Linked DNA regions of Triticum aestivum: region 2 is linked to region 1. A link is a contact called in public Hi-C data. All regions are on one chromosome and are shown on one strand. Each heading gives the region's core, a stretch centred on a gene start, on an enhancer-like site or on the middle of the called end of the contact. The rest is flanking DNA. Distances are from core to core; before and after follow the strand shown. Region 1 holds the start of LOC123078597 (myosin IB heavy chain). Region 2 holds the start of LOC123078600.

Region 1 (2,976 bases), core at 295-2,794:
ATTTTTTAAATTTGTGAACACATTTCTAAAATGAGTAACATTTTTTAAATCCCAAACACATTTTGAATTTGTGAACCAAATTTTAAAATGGGAACATTTTCTGAAAACGTGAACACTTTTTGAAATTCCTGATTGTTTTGAATTTTTGAGCAAATTCTGAAAAACCAGAACATTTTTTGAAATTCGGAACATATTTTGAAACCACTGACATGTTTTTAATCTGTGAACACATTTAAAAAATATATAATTCTACTAAAATTCCAAAAAAAATTGGGAAACCACGAACACTTTCTTAAATAACCGAACATATTATTATTAGTGTACAAATTTTGAAACTCAAATCATTTTTCAAATTGTGAACAATTTTTTTGTTTAAAAGGGATCATTTTCTTTTAATTTTAAACAAAAATTTGATGTGTGAGTGGTCGATAATTTGTGACTGAATTTCAAGTAAAAGAACATTTTTTGAAATTTTAATCAAAATTTTGAAAACACAAACATTTCTTTGAATTTTTAAATAAATTTTAAATATATGATCATTTTCTGAAATTTAGGAAAAACTAAAAACCGATAAAAACAGGAAAAAAAGTGAAGGAACCTTGAGGAGATTTCCAAAACGAGTCAGGAACCTTGCCAAAACCGGGCTGCCCCGCACGTACAAAAGCTTTACTTGGGCCGGCCCATTTTACAAGCTTAGGTTGTGCGAGTGGTCGATAATTTGTGGCAGCGTGCGGCAAATAGGTATCCTATATACGTAAAAGAGTCATCCTCACTAACTTATTTATTTTAATATACAAGCATGACACATCACCATATAATTATGGATGGAAAAAGGCACACATCAACATGCAATCATGTATAGGCAAAGGCGAACCACCACATGTAACCATGTGTGGATACATATTTTTCATTCTATTTTTTAACTTATTTCAATAAATAGTTTACAACTATACATGATCAATAAGTTGTATGTATTTTGAATTTTCACATGTTATTAACCTATATAAATGTTTATATTCCACACATTCAAAACTCATAAAATATTTTGTAACACATTTCCGCAGCAACGCGCGGGGCTCCCGCAACATCGGTCTTGCAAAGCGAACCAACATGTGGTTGGATGGTTAGAGCGACTGTGGTATCTCCAGCCCACCAGGGTTCAAATCCTGGTGCTCGCATTTTTTCCTGAATTTATTTCAGGATTTCCGGTGATGCGCATTCAGTGGGAGGAGACGTTCCCGTCGACGACGAGGTGCCTACGGTGACTTCGTAAATTTCAAGACGATATGCCGGCTCAGTCTTTCGGAGGTGCTCATAAGGGTAGGGTATGCGTGTATGTGTTCATAGGGATGAGTGTATGCGCTTGTATATGATCGCTTGTGTCTGTACTAATGTTAAAAAAATCCGTCTCGCAAAATAATAAGCGTGACATAGCAATTGCAGTGTTCTCTAGGGGCCAGCCTAGCTAAACTTTAGCCCAGGCAAAGCCCATCACTTCGGCCCAACCATTGCAGCAACAAAGCCCAAGTTCAAACTCACTAGCGGCCAGAGCCCCCTTCGTGTGTTCTAAGAAAAAAAGCCCTTCTCACCTGTTGCGTGATTTCCCCAAGTCGCTCTCGCCGATGGATCGATTCCGGCCGCTCAGGCGGATCCAGGTGGAGCCCGAGCGCGCTGCCCCGCCCCCTGCCCCGCCGGCGGTGGCAATCGGCGAAGCGGCTGCGGTGCCCGCGGCCGGGATGCTCATGGGTGCCAAGGTGCGGCGCCGCGCGGCCGTCTACCGCGACTGCATGGGCGACTACATCGGCGTGCACAACGACCCGTGCCTGGCCAAGATCCTGTCCAAGCAAGGTGCTGTGCCTCTCTTTCTGCACCATTGATTATTTCCGAGTAGTATACTTTGAGTGTGGTCTTATCGGAGATCGACTGATTCGGTTTGTGGTGGTCTTCTGAAATGGATCTGGTGCGTTCGGTAGTCTTTGTGTGAATTTACACGAACTTGAATGGTCAAATCACATCTTGGATTGTCTGAACACGGCGAGCATAGCCCTGGTAGCCGAGCGATTGGATCAAATATTTTGATGTGTATCTTTGTATGAAATAACAAAAGGGACTAGAGTTCTACTGCATTTTATGTCATTTTCTTAGTGTCCTACTTGTGAAATTAGTCAGTTCTACCATTACTGCATTCACAGGTTATGGGGTGCAACATAGTAACTAATGGTATCTTCTCTATGCATTCTTGAATATTAAGAACTACTGCTCTAGCGCATGATCGTAGGCTCCTAGCTGTATAACCCTGTAAGAGATATGCGCCATAGTGATCGCAATTGTTGGTTGTCACTGGCAAGTGTCCTGTTCATGGAAAACACCGTGAGCATTCGGTATTGTAAGTTCGAAACTGCATAACCTCAGTCCATACGCATGTAAAGTGATCCTTGATATATTGCAGGGGATAACAAAGTTCTGTTTGCGGACAAGGTGCTGAAGTTCACTCAGTCAGGAAAGATGAAAAGGCGCATCCTTGTGATCACAGACTTTGCTCTCTACCTTGTCGACCCTGATGCTGATATATTGAAGAGAAGAATAGCACTTGCAGCTGTTGATAAGCTATGTATAAGCAAGCTCAGTGATAACTTCTTTGCAATCATTGTGCCGACGGAGTATGATTGTTTAATGGCCAGCACTAGAAAGAAAGAAATCGTTGATGTTATAGTTAAGGCTATCAAGAGCACATCTGAGTATGAACCTGAGGTGGCTTCCTCTAACAGGTAAAAGGTTAATTTATTAAGCTTACACATTGCTTCCTGTTAACCATAATACATTTGTGTCTCGCATTTTAGCCCAAGGCTTCATTTTAATAAGTGCACCTAGCCAAAGGCTTTGATTCAAAATCTTAGATGTCTGCAAACATGTACTGCTTTTACTGGTGTACTAGTCCAGTTCTTCAACGTTTTCTTTCTGCAGGTTTGAGTACCA
Region 2 (3,293 bases), core at 4-2,503, 210 kb after region 1:
GGTTCAGGGGGGGAACACCAACCATCGTTCAAGCATACCACAGTCCACAGAGTTCCATAATAAGACCATAACGCACATAGGGGTAATTAGGATACATATACGCGTGATATACTCCATTAGTCTAACAAAATATCACTAAGACTTGCACTGCATAAATTAGATTTGATTGTTGCCACCTCGGAAAGTAGGAGGTACTGACAGTGATACCTCATGCTACCTCTCGTGGAACTGCTATACTAGGAAGTGTGAACATCGAAATTAGAACTAAGAGATTAGTTGCATTACCGAATAGTACATCAGATACGGAATCTGAACTTGCTGTGTATACCATCAAGGAATATCACTTGACGAAGCAAACCAACTAATGAAGGAAACAATAAAGAGACGGCAACACGCGTTCCGGTATTCAGAAGAAAGCAGTTGAGGCACGCACCTTCATTTCGTAGCCCATCGCCTCCAGCACAGAGGCGACGCTGATCATCTGAAGCTGCATTGCGTCGGGAGAGAGATCCCCAAACACCTAAACGAAGTGCAATGAAAAAAATCAGAGCCGGAATCGCGAGAAAACAGAACTCAAACACCGCCCAGCTCAACAACTCACCAAGGCGAGGCGCGGCTTCCGGGCCCCGACCCTCTTGACGGGTCTCCCGAGCTCCGCCAAGCTCTGAGCATCCTGACTCCGCTCCCTCGCCCACTTGTCCCGCAGCCTCGTGGGCTCGAACGTGAGGCCCTCGCCGTTCTCCAGCCCGCCGAGACCGCGAGGCAGCACGGCTTCGGTCCCGCCCCGCCCCCATCCCCCGCTGGCGCGTCGCGAAGGGAGCTGCATCGTCGGGTTCTCGACGACGACCGATCCGGGGAGGAAGGTGTACACGAGAATGGTGACGAGGAAGAAGGCGGCAGCGGTGCCGATCCACTGAAGGAAGTCCACCTTGTCGACGAGCACGAACCGCGCGAGCCTGGATCTCACGCCCGGCCTCCGCGCCGCGCCTCCGCCGCCCGCCGGGGCGCGCGGCACCGGCGCCGGTGCCGCCGCGCGCTTGTAGCTCCCCGACCCGGCGGCGCTGTCGAGGGAGCCCATCGGCGCTCGGCCTAGGGTTTCGGGGCGGCCGCGGCCGCAGAGAGCATGGCGAGCGAGCGAGCGATTAGAAGCGGAGCAGTTGAGGAGAGCTGGGGACTGTGGAAGACTCGTGAGTCGTATTTAGCGAAGGAGGCGTTGCGCTGCCCCTGTTTTGTTCGTTTGGTCTGAGAGGGATGGGGGCGACTGGCGAGGACGAAGGGGCCTGGTGTGGTTTAAGGCGACGCTGGCAAGGCGACGTCCAGACGTCGGATCTCGATCGGACGGCGGGGTTTCGGGGGTTTAGCCTCGCGGTCGCGGGGCATGGGGCCGCGTGTTTCGGGAACCGGATGGAGTTACCACGTCTCGGGCTGCGTGTCATGCTGCCGCCACGCCGTCATGGCTGTTACAGGGCATGACAGGTGGGTCTACTTCTTTCGGGCCCGCGTGGCAGCCTCGAGGGTCGGCCGTTTACCGGGTGAGCATCGATCTGTTTTGCAGTCTCTAGCGACATGTTTTTTCTCGTGCGCCGCACCGCTACTTGCCTGGGACGGAAATAATTAATCAGAATATGAAGGAAAGCACGCAGGGGGGAAAGTGGCAGGGAAAAGGGAGAGCGGTGATTCGTCGTTCGACCGTAAAGTCTGGGCACGGTGGGGTGGGGTACATGCTTGTTAACTCAACTGGGGAAGGGAGGCTAGAGGGGAGCGGGAGAAAGCCGGGCGGCTCCGTGGCCGAAAGCTCCAGCCGTGGCGGCGACGAAGCGGGCGTTGCGGGGCAGTTTGGTTCATGTCCTGAACTCCATGCCTGGGAAATTTTGCTGCCTGGCCAGGCGTGAGAATCTGAAAAAAAGTTGCCTGGTCAGGCTAGCATATGGAAGGAGTGTTTGGTTCATAGCCTGGCCTAGTGGATTTTAACCCGTCGCTGTTTGCTCCCTGTTTGCCTCGTTTTCTGCACCACATCAATTAATATATGTAATTACTTTCAGGCTGCTGCACCAGGCTGTCCAGGCATCCAAAAAAGGACGCCTTGGACCAGGCTAATCATCTTGCCTTGTTTTCCACCAGGCTAACTAGGTTGTTTCGTTGTCCAGGCCAGGCGTACTTCCTCTTTTCGTGGACATCAATCAAACATGCAGCAGGAAATTCCAGGCAGCCCCCAGGCCAGGCGTCACCCGCTGTGGACACGAACCAAACTGCCCCGCGTCCGGCCAGAGGAGAAGATATGCCGCCCGGTTCACTGACGGCTGACGCAACGCAGCGCGTGTATGCGGCTGAGAAACGTGTTGCTGTGTAAACCGTGAGTTGTAGCTAGATATACGAGTGGAATGCAAAAAGAAAAATATCACTTTACAATTCGCAAAAATTACCGTATCAAAAAACATAAGGCAGATAATTGTCTGCCTTTTACATTAAAAAAAACGCTTCAAAAATTGACAGCGGTAAAAAGCATTGAGTTTTTTTTCAAAAAGGGGTCAGGCCCCGGCCTCTGCATCAGAATGATGCATGCGGCCATATTATTAATAAATAAGCAAAATGTTCAACAAAAGTCACTACTGGAATCAGCTTCTTTGTCGTTGGTTAAAAAGGGTTTTCATTGAGATTTCGTGGTATCACTACTGGCCGCATGCATCATTCTGATACATAGCTAGGCAACACTGGGAAGCTGCCACGTGTCTAGCTATGCCATCCGCCAGCCGACGGCAAAGAGGTTTGAATCTTTGTCGTCTGCTGGCGGACGGCATAGCTGGTCACTTTGTCGTCTGCCAGCAGACGGCAAAATGACCAAATAGGCAGCCAGTGTTCCCAGTTTGCACAGGTGACTGCCACGTGTCCTCTTTGTCGTCCCCTGTTTTTATTTAAATCCAATTAATTAGACATGGTTTCAAACACAGATATACATGCATACATATCCAACATATCCAACAGCATGTCCAACAACATATTTCATCAAATCCAACAACATAGTTCAACAAAGTCCAACATATCCATATATACATGACCAGAAACAAGTTTCCAACAACATATCCATATAGACATACATATCCAAACAAGTTTTCATAAACAACAAGGAAGCACCAGAAGAATAGTACACTCCATGAATCCAAGCTTCCTCATGTAAAGCAAATCTGCAAATTGGGAAAGATGAAAGTTAGAAAAGAAGAAGAAGAAGACTAGTTAAAAGAAGAAGAAGAAGAAGAAGAAGAAGAAGATTTTTTTTTCTTCTCTTTCTTTTTCTC

The links. Hi-C and Micro-C count contacts between places; a contact is called where the count stands out from the background.
Region 2: a Hi-C map of leaf shows a contact between it and region 1, with 4 times the contacts expected there. The contact joins the promoter of LOC123078600 here to the promoter of LOC123078597 in region 1. A contact is called at or near these places in 4 of 5 Hi-C or Micro-C datasets (leaf, root and an unstated tissue) and 1 of 1 datasets of contacts at active chromatin or transcription factors (leaf).

Annotation. Positions count from the first base shown.
Region 1 is chr3D:312,945,155-312,948,130 of IWGSC CS RefSeq v2.1, forward strand. LOC123078597 (myosin IB heavy chain) reads left to right here and starts at 1,545. Exons shown (of 4, transcript XM_044501155.1): 1 at 1,545-1,848; 2 at 2,450-2,768; 3 at 2,965-2,976. The coding sequence starts at 1,623.
Region 2 is chr3D:313,158,477-313,161,769 of IWGSC CS RefSeq v2.1, forward strand. LOC123078600 reads right to left here and starts at 1,254. Exons shown (of 14, transcript XM_044501159.1): 1 at 602-1,254; 2 at 434-520. The coding sequence starts at 1,078.